Linked DNA regions of Mus musculus: region 2 is linked to region 1. The links are chromatin contacts, called in public promoter capture Hi-C maps. All regions are on one chromosome and are shown on one strand. The core of a region is the stretch at or near the end of the contact, and the rest is flanking DNA. Distances in the headings are between cores, read along the strand shown. Region 1 overlaps Ngdn (neuroguidin, EIF4E binding protein). Region 2 holds the start of Rec8 (REC8 meiotic recombination protein).

Region 1 (5,003 bases), core at 296-2,795:
ACCCTGACCTGCAGGGCCCGCTCCAGCTTGTGGCTGGAAATGCTTCACCCGACGTGAGGCTTCCTTCCCTGGTTCATGGCTCCATCTTCTTGTGGTGCTCCAGCTCTGGGTGCTTTGCTCACCTGTCCCCTAAAGCTTCCTGAGCTTGCAGGAATCACTTTCTTTTGTAGTTGAGCTCTGAGGATGAGGAGGAAAGTGAAGCAGAAGAGGGCCAGTCTGAGGCCTCGGGGAAGAAATCGGCAAAAGGCTCAGCTAAGAAATACGTCCCGCCACGCTTGGTTCCAGTACATTACGGTAGGAGTTGTGGCTGTCCCTCCTGGGTGGGAGTTTTGTTTCTGTTCTCTTTTGCCTGTTCCAGAGTAACTCACGTGGATTTTCATCACACAGATGAGACTGAGGCTGAGCGGGAGCAGAAGCGCCTGGAGAAAGCCAAGAGGCGGGCGCTGAGCAGCTCTGTCATCCGGGAGCTGAAGGAGCAGTACTCAGACGCCCCAGAGGAAATCCGGGACGCTCGACACCCTCACGTCACTCGCCAGAGTCAGGAGGATCAGCACAGGTCTGAGCTCTTGCATTTAGAAATTCTCTCAAATCTATAGAGCGCTGTCCTCGCGCTGTGTGTGAGCACGATTACGTGTGGCCCAGGAAAACCAGCGTGATACAGAAGGTGGAGAGAGACGCTTGGGTGGCGCTTTTACATTGGTGAGGTTGAAGAACAGATAAGAGCTAGAGGAAAACAGTTTGTTTTATTTTGTTTTGTTTTGTTTATTTTTGTTCATTTGTTTTTGTTTTTTCTACCTACTGAGGCTCAAGTAAACTCTATGTAAAGGAAAATATCATCAGTTCTTCATGTGGGGCTTTAGTAGGCGGCCTTTCCCCATCAACGTCACAGGTCTTACTTTGGGTAGAAAGCGGTAAAGACAGGTTCTGTACGGTGCTGCAGTCATTATACGCGTGGTAGAACGGTAGACAAACAACTAGCCTGAAACTAGCTGGTTAGTGTTGCTAGGTGCAGCTTTTATGGCTGATGGTTTTACAGAAGAGCCCATCAGGAGGCCTGTTCCACGGAGCGGACCGTGAGAACTCTCTCCTATAAACACTGTTGTTGTGTTTGGACCGTAGATCAATCCCTAGCAGAGAGGGGATCCCAGCAGAGAGCATTTTAGTGAGGAAGTTGGCGACCGAACATCCTCACACATCCTTAGCTAAGAATGGTATTGATGTGTGCGCATCCTGGGGACTCTGGATGAGAAGAAGAAGTGCTGGGTCTAGGTTAAGAAGAAGTGCTGGGTCTAGGTTAAGAAGAAGTGCTGGGTCTAGGTTAAGAAGAAGTGCTGGGTCTGGGTTCAGGGTATTGTCTCCCTATCCTTGTCTGAACCTCTGCAAACTCTTTTTCCGGCAGGGTCAACTATGAAGAGAGCATGATGGTGCGCTTAAGTGTTAGCAAGCGAGAGAAAGGACTGCGAAGGCGAGCGAGCGCCATGAGCTCCCAGCTTCATTCCCTCACACACTTCAGTGACATCAGTGCTCTGACAGGGGGCACTGCTCATCTCGATGAGGTAAGAGTAAGGTACGGTGGTAGCAGGAGCCGCCATGTTGTTAGCCACACGTGGGCTTCATATAGAAAGCCCGGGCAAGGGTGCTGGTGCTTAGAATGCGGGACTATTCCTCGCTTCTGTTGTCTGCAGGACCAGAATCCTGTTAAAAAGAGGAAGAAGCTACCTAAAAAAGGCCGGAAGAAGAAAGGTCAGTGACCCAGTAGGCGTTAGGTGCCACGGGAAGTCTGAGTTGGCATGCCATCTCTCAGGAACTTGTCTCAGGTCTTGTCTGTCCCTTCCATGATAGTCACTAATCTCTTTAGGTTGGCTTTTTTTCTTTTTTTCTTTTTTTCTTTTCTTTTTTTCTTTCTCAAGCTTGAAATCATTGTCTCTCACAAGGCAGTCTCTGCATTATATTTCTGTGGCCCCACAACTCACATTTCAACTGTCTGTAAATAGAAGTATAAAAACATCACCCGAGGAGATGGCTCTCTAACTGCTCATGCTCCTGTGAGTCCTAGGACAGAGAGTGCTGCCTCAGAGCACACACACACACACACCCCGGCCTCAGAGAGCACACACACACACACACACACACACACACACACACACACACACACACCCCGGCCTCAGAGCACACACACACACACACACACACCCCGGCCTCAGAGCACACACACACACACACACACCCCGGCCTCAGAGCACACACACACACACACACCCACACACACACACCCCGGCCTCAGAGCACACCTCCTAGAGCCCTTCTCTGCCTCACTCTTGGCTCCCTTCTGTTTCAGGTTTTCGGAGGCGCTGGTGATGTGGTGCGCTTACACGTGTACTTTTGGTCATCCTGGGATGCTTCTAACTTCACTGTGTGTAGGCGTTTGCCTTGGAAATGTGGAAAGTGCTTTACTAAATAATAAAATTAATTTTGTTTACGAGTGAAAGACATTTTTTGCCATACATTGTATGGTTGGAATTGCCGGGCGCGTGGGCTGTATTCAACAAAAGGATGCGGAAAGGGAAGACGATGTTTTGGGAGACTTAGAGAAGCTTGGTTTGCTGTTTCCTTTGGTAATATATTTTTCCTAGAAATTGGGAAATGATTATTTTACAAAATAGAGGCAGGATGAAGTAATCTGCCTCCCTGGCCCCAGCTCCCTGCAGGAGTTTAGAAAATAAAATAAAATCACATTGGTTTCAGCGTTTGTTGACCTGTCCAGCTTGGCCACCAGGTGGCATTAGTGGCTCAGGAAACTTGTGGTCGCTTGATAAACTAAAAGCTAGGTAGGTTGGTTCTGCCCCACTTTTCTGGACTCATCTCTTCTAATGTCCTGCTCGTAAGAGCTGATCTGTGCTCAGTCCTGGGAAGGATTTGTGAAGAGCAGCTGAAGTGACAGGCGGAGAGTCGGTGTAGGCATGACGACGTGGGGCTTCTCTGCCACTCCTCCATGAGACCTCAGTTTACCTGGGTCAATGAATCCAGCCCTTTTAAAAACTGTGTAGGGCTGGTGAGATGGCTCAGCGGGTAAGAGCACTGCTTTCTCTTCTGAAGGTTCTGAGTTCAAATCCCAGCAACCACATGGTGGTTCATAACCACCCATAATGAGATCTGATGTCCTCTGCTGGTGAGTCTGAAGTCAGCTACAGCGTACTTATGTATAATAATAAATCTTTGAAAAAATTAAAAAACTGTACAGCTGTCCTCAAGCAGGGCACAGAGTCCCTAGTGTGACAGCTCGGAGAGTGGGCACCCTCCAGGAGCTGGAGCCAGACCCAAGCCAGGATCCACATCTGAGCTCTCTGCAGAGAGTAACCTCTGTTGGTGAGCGTCTCTATAAACCCACCCTCCCCATGCCCCATGGACTGATTTCGGAGTTCTACTGGTCATTCTGATTGGTATAAGAATCAGCCAACTACAGCCTGGTAGAAGTTGGAACACTAGACTTATGGTTGCTCTACTAACTGTGGTCATGGTGAAATCATTTAATATTTTTGTCCTTTACTCTTCCTCAGCTAGAAACACAAGTGTGCTTGAATCCAGGGGCCACACCTCATTGGGTAAGAGTACCTGCCTATGAGCATGAACTTGAGTTCTGGTACCCAATACTCACATGAAAAGTCACGAAGTAGGGTCTGGCATGAAGGCTTAGCAGGTAAAGGTGCTGGACAACCTGAGTTTCATCCCTGGGACCCAGGAGGGAACTGACTCCTGAAAATGTCCTTTAGATGTCACATGCCTATGTCCCCTCCCCACAAAATTTGAAAAGAGTAATATAAATAAGTCAGGCATGGCTATACACACCTATAACCTCCTCCCAGCATTGTGGCTAACAGAGACAGGATGGGTGAGGCTTGTGGCTGCCAGCTCAGCTCCAGGTGCAGTGTGAGGGACAGTGTAGAGCAGAGCACCCATGCTGTAGGCTCTGGCACGCACACCTGCACATGCAAACACAATTAAAAACATATATATATAATTTAACGTATGTGAATACACTGTAGCTGTCTTCAGACACCCCAGAAGAGGGCACCAGATCTCATTACAGGTGGTTGTGAGCCACCATGTGGTTACTGGGATATACTCAGGTTCTTTGAAAGAACAGTTAGTGCTCTTAACCGCTGAGCCATCTCTCCAGCCCCATATCTGAATCTCTTAAGATTACTTCTGTATCAAGGAGTCTTCGGTTTTTGTGGATTACCCCAGGATGCGCTTGCTTCTGGGGCATCTTAGTTCCCGATAAATCTGAGGGATCCTGTGTGCCCCAAGACCTCAAGTGAGTCTAAGCAAAGAGCTCTAAGGGCAGATTAGAGCACGTGCCTTTCCAGCTGAACAACCTAGACAAGTGAGCTAAGGCATGCTCTGAGAGCTAGATGTGGTGGCACATGCCTGAGGCTAGCCTCTCAGGAAGGAGGCAGAGGCAGGAGGAACACAAGCGTGTGGCCTGTCTGCACTACAGAGCAAGTTCAAAGGCAGCCTGGGAAACAGCTAGAGCCTGGCTTCATCTTAGTGTTGGGGATATAGCTCTGCTTACACACACACACACACACACACACACACACACACAGAGAGAGAGAGAGAGAGAGAGAGAGAGAGAGAGAGACATGGCCCTGGTATAATCCCTAGTGCCATAGGGTAAGGATAAATAAATAAAAATGTCTTGGTTAGAACCATCACATTCATGTTATGGTTTAGATTATTGCATTTGTTTCTGGTTTACTCCTTTGGAACAGGATCTCAAGATGGTCTAGGCTGGTCTTGAATTTGTTAGGAATTGTCCTTGAGCTCTTGATCTCCTGCCTCCACCTCCTAAGTGCCAGGGTTACAGGCAGCTACCATCATGCTTGGCTGCTGCTCCTAATTTATTAAGATGTGAGCTTACTTCCTGCCCCATCTTTTTTAGAGGCCTTGCCTTCAGAGACTACAGTCCATACTCTGGGTCTTGGTATATCAGTAACCAGAAC
Region 2 (4,997 bases), core at 723-3,222, 590 kb after region 1:
CCTGGAACTCACGCTGTAGACCAGAGCCTTGAACTCAGAAATACACTTGCCTCTGCCTCCCAAGTGCTAGGATTAAAGGCATGCACCACCAATGCCTGGCCAGAACTAAGTCTTAACATCAGAGCCTAAGTGAGGCATGGTGGTGCATGCTTTTAGTCCCGGAACTCAAGAGGCAGAGGCAAGTAAATCGCTAAATTTGGGGCCAACCTGGTCTACAGAGCAAGTTTCAGGACATCCAGGGCTACACAGAGAAACCCTGTCTCAAAAAAACAAAAACAAATAAAAAAAAACAAGCAAAAAAAAAAAAAAAAAAAGAATGAAAGAAAGGAAAGATTAAGAGAAAAAGAATATGTGCTTTCTTTGAATTCTTAGGTTTTTGAGCTAGTCCTCAGGATAGCCCAGGCTGCTGTGCAACTCTGAAGAGAAGAAGGCTGTCCTTCAACTCCTGTCCTTCCTCCCAAGTACTGAGGTTACAGGGCTGCACACACCTTTATTTTTTTGTTTTGTTCTTGGCTTTGTTTGCTTGGTTTTGAAACAGGGTCTCACTATACAGTTCTGGCTAGCCTGAAACTCACTGTGTAGACCATCATGGCCTCAGACTCACAGGATTCGTGGGACTCTGGCTTCAGAGTGCTTGGATCAAAGGCTGGTTTTTGTTGTTGTCGTTTCCCTTTCTTGCAGTACTGAGCTGAGCTCAGGGCCTTGTGTGTGTATGTGTGTACATATGTATATATGTGAATATGCATATGTGTATATATGTATATACACATATATGCCAGTCAGGCTTTCTACGACTGAGCTACATTTCCACATCTCCAGCCCAGTTTTTACTTTTTACTTTTTACTTTTTTTTTTTTTTTTTTTTTGAGACAGGATTTCATTATCTCTCCCTAACTGGTCTGTAGACCAGGCCAGTCTCAAACTCTTAAGAGATCCTCCTGTTGCTGAGATAAAAGTATTATGCCCAGCTCATGAGACCCCTGCTTCCCCAAGAGACCACCAGGGCCCCCAATTCTGATGCAAATACTTGTGAGAGTCTTTATTCAAGCTCGAGCTTGGGCTACAAACCTTCCTGATGGAACAGGAAGGAGAGTGACCCCAGCTCTAGGTGAAGGGGTTTATAAAGGAAAAAAACCTGCAAGCAGGGGTTTCTTAGCCCTGGCATTACATGAAAGGGTAAAGGAATGTTGGCCTCTCAATGCTGGGGGGCATATCGCTTCAAGGACAGCAGGCAGTAGCTTTTTCCAAGTACAGCAGCTTATAGTAGAGTTTATTCTGCTACCTCAGTCCCTTCAAGAGGTGTGCACACCACTCTTGGCCTGTTTTGTTTTTTGCTTAGAGCTAGTGTTCAAATTGTCTAGGCTGGCTTTGAACCTGCCTCCCTTCCAAGTAGCAGCTGAGATTATAGGAGTTTGTAGTTACAGCTCCCTTGGCTGTTTTCTTTCTTGTTGAATAAAAGGCCACCTCACACAGTTTCTTGCACTTAGCACAGCACAGACCCTTACTGGGCACAAAATCGGGTTGGTGAAATTTAGGAGTAAGGACAGGTCCTATGCTCAGGCAAGGTACCTTCTCTTACATCTCTGTATCATAAACAGCACCAAGGCATCTGCCCTTCACATGACCCCGGCTCCTAAAAGATACTTTGTCAGCTGTCGCCAGGGAGAGAGACTGGATTTTCTCTCCGTTTATTGGTCAGCTTTGCACCTTGGCGAAGTCCTTGTTACTACCCGAGAACGAGAGGCCATTGGCCAGAACACCTCACAATGCCTTGGTAGCGCTCAGAATTCTCGTGATTGGCTGGCGACTATTCTCCAAGAGCCTATGGCCTGGAACTGAGTTCTGCTGCCTGGCTCCAGGAGTCTTTGAGTTTCTTCTGGCGCGGCTTCTCATTGGCTGTCGGTGGTACAAAGCCTTGGAGAGTGTGCACCTGATCCCGCTGGAGGGCGACAGGACCTAGAGCAAGGTCCAGAAGCTCAACGACGACGACTACGGCGGCGGCGGCGGTGGTGGTGGTGGTGGTGGTGGTGGTGGCGGGCAGCAGAGTCGAAGAAGGCCTCTTGACCAGAAGAGGACTCAGTCTTCTTTGAAGATCTGTTCTGTGTCTCTGCCCGGGTTTTTCTTGGAGCTCCGCATCTCTGCCTGGACAGAATCCTGATGGTATGGTGCGCGTTGTGCAGACCTTTTTAGGAATGGCCAAAGGAGGGATGCTTAGCTCCTGTGTCTTTGGTTACCTCCTAATTCAGTTGTATAGTCAGTCGTTTTACTAATTGGGCTTTTTGCATCCATATCTACCACACCCCCGTCCAAATTCCTACTCTTCAATGGTGCTGGAAATCTCGTATTCTCAAGAATTCGGATTGAGATCCAAACGGGATTGGTGCAGGGAAGGTGAACCCAGGAGCAAAGATGTTCTACTATCCTAACGTGCTTCAGCGCCACACAGGCTGCTTCGCCACCATCTGGTGAGCACAGGGCTGATGGCTATGCCAGGAGCCAGGTAGTGGGATCTCCCCTTGACAAGCCGTTCCTGCCCCCACCCCTCCAGGCTGGCAGCAACCCGAGGCAGCCGTTTGGTGAAGCGTGAATACCTAAATGTGAATGTGGTAAAGACCTGGTAAGATCCAGAAAAGAGGGAGGAATCGCTGGTGTGGGGCTTCTGGTTTTTGGGTGTTGCATTGATCAGGGCTTCTTGTTCTCCCAGCGAGGAAATCCTCAATTATGTGCTGGTAAGAGTGCAACCTCCGGTGGCCGGGCTGCCCCGCCCCCGCTTCTCCCTCTATCTCTCCGCCCAGCTTCAGATTGGTGTGATAAGGGTCTACTTTCAACAGTGCCAGTACCTTGTGGGTAAGGCTAGAGACTCCAGAGGTGGGCTAGAGCTGAAGGAGCCATGACTAGGTTGTTTATTTTACCGTTTTCACCCACAGAAGACATCCAGCATATCCTGGAGCACCTACATCGTGCCCAGCTGCGGATTCGCATTGATATGGAGGAGGCTGACCTGTGAGGCCCTGGGACTGAAACCATCCATACCAAGCTGCTTGGCCTCGTGCATTGTGTGTGTGTGTGTGTGTGTGTGTGTGTGTGTGTGTGTGTGTGTGTGAGAGAGAGAGAGAGAGAGAGAGAGAGAGAGAGAGAGAGAGAGAGAGGAGAGAGAGAGAGAGAGAGAGAGAGTAGGGGTAGAGGATCGGGAAGGGGGTAGGGAGAGAGGGCACTGTATGCATGTGGAGGTCAGAGAACAGCCAATAAAGTGGGCTCTCTTCCTTATGCTAGTTCAAATTCAGGGATGAAATTAGGGACTGTGGGGTTTGGTGGCATCACCTTTACCAGCCGAGCCATCCCACTCACCCTCAGTCTCTCTCCTTTACATCCCTGTTCTCGCCCAGACCTAGCTTGCTTCTTCCCAACTGCCTGGCCATGATGGAGACGCTGGAAGATGCCCCAGAACCCTTTTTTGGGAAGATGTCTGTGGATCCTAGACTTCCCAGTCCTTTTGATATTCCTCAGGTAGGGTTCACTCCCTTAGGACCCCTCAGAAATCACGAGATAACAGCGTAGGAGGAGGAGTTAGTTGGTGTTCCTGTCACTCTGGAGCTGAGATTTAGGAATGGGACATTGCCATGGAACAAGGGGGTTGCTGGGTGCAAGCAAGCAGAGCCCCAGATCCTGCTTACGAAAGGGCCAACCTGATAGGATGGTGTCCTCGCCAGAGGTGTTCTCCCTGCCACCTCCCACCGTTCCCACCACCGAGACCCTACTCTCAGGCTTCACCTGGTTATGTTGGCTTTTCTTCCCTGTCTTCTTCCATCTCCCACAACTTAGATTACATTACTCCAGCCACCATTTCCCATCTAAGCAGCGGGTCCTGAATGCAGACAGTAACAGCATCCAGGGATCCCTCGGTACCTGGATTTAGGGGTTCTCATCCCTACTCTGTCCTCTTCTCTAGACACCTTAGTTCCCAAACCCCAGCCCATTGCACATGTCCCATAGGTGCCACAATTACTTGTGACAGTGAGCATCCCAACAGTGTAAGAGTGGCCAGTCATTCTCTGCTAGTCAGGTTCTACTTGTCCTTCCAGACTTAGCTCAGATGCCACCCTTTCCATGAAATCATCCCACTTGAAGCCAAAAGTAAATGATGCCTGGAATCTGAATGCTTTGCTAAGGCTGCTTTTTCATAGATCTATTAGAATTGTACACAAATTTGTCTCCACCACCAGCTACCCATGACAACACAAATTGACCAGGCTAATTTGGGGGGTGAGCTTAGGGCCGGGACAGGAGGGACACTAGGTGGTGGTGGCCTCTGACATACTGTTGTCAAATGGCACAAACATCTGTTAGGGCTGGAGGGGTAGTCTACTGGTAGAGTATTTGCTTACCATGTACAAGGCCCTAGATTTGATTCCCCAAACACACTCACACATACAGACATACTACACACATACACACTCACACTGGATGTGGTAATGTAAGCTAAAATAAGAATTCAAGAGTCTCAAGGAGGGCTGGAGAGATGGCTCAGTGGTTAAGAATACTGGTGGCTCTTCCAGAGGTCCTGAGTTCAATTCCCAGCAATCACATGGTGACTTACATGCAGATAGAACACTCGTGTATATATAAAATCAATAGATAAATCTTTTTTAAAAAGTCTCAGGGAGGAGAGCTGTCAAGCAGGAAAGGACTGGAACTATGGCTCAGTGGTTGTGTGTCCTGCTCTTGCATAGGACAGGACTTCACCACCAGCCTTCAGCCACCTATAACTCCAGCTCTGGGGATCCAACATCTATTGCCCTCTTCTGACCTCCAAGGGTGCATACAAACATACATAAAGTATTTTAAAACAATTTTTAGGCCAACCTGGGCTACACAATAAGACCTGTCTCAAAAACAAATAAATAGAAGAAGAAAGCTAAAATTCCAAGATAAAAAATAGAGATACTGCCAGATAGGTGTCCAGTGTGCACCTAGTGTGTGAAGAGAGGATACAGAGG

What was found. Promoter capture Hi-C pulls out the DNA fragments that hold promoters and counts their contacts.
Region 2: a contact with region 1 is called in a promoter capture Hi-C map of embryonic stem cells, with 2.9 times the contacts expected there. The contact joins the promoter of Rec8 here to the enhancer-like site in region 1. A contact is called at or near these places in 8 of 39 promoter capture datasets (the 3T3-L1 cell line, cranial neural crest, embryonic stem cells and 3 more) and 2 of 115 datasets of contacts at active chromatin or transcription factors (bone marrow-derived macrophages and memory CD8 T cells).

What each region holds. Positions count from the first base shown.
Region 1 is chr14:55,021,651-55,026,653 of GRCm38.p6, forward strand. Ngdn (neuroguidin, EIF4E binding protein) reads left to right here. Exons shown (of 11, transcript NM_026890.2): 7 at 171-294; 8 at 388-556; 9 at 1,400-1,556; 10 at 1,686-1,743; 11 at 2,339-2,488. The coding sequence ends at 2,358. Among named protein-coding and RNA genes, the nearest start is that of Ngdn, 8.7 kb to the left of the region's middle. Within about 2 kb of position 1,546, at least 3 of the 459 cell types and tissues checked have an H3K27ac peak or open chromatin away from gene starts, as enhancers often do. A contact at or near this core is called in bone marrow-derived macrophages and embryonic stem cells, where this site is marked.
Region 2 is chr14:55,616,194-55,621,190 of GRCm38.p6, forward strand. It overlaps Rec8 (REC8 meiotic recombination protein), which reads left to right and starts at 1,973. Exons shown (of 20, transcript NM_020002.3): 1 at 1,973-2,160; 2 at 2,353-2,465; 3 at 2,549-2,617; 4 at 2,705-2,847; 5 at 2,928-3,003; 6 at 3,387-3,507. The coding sequence starts at 2,410.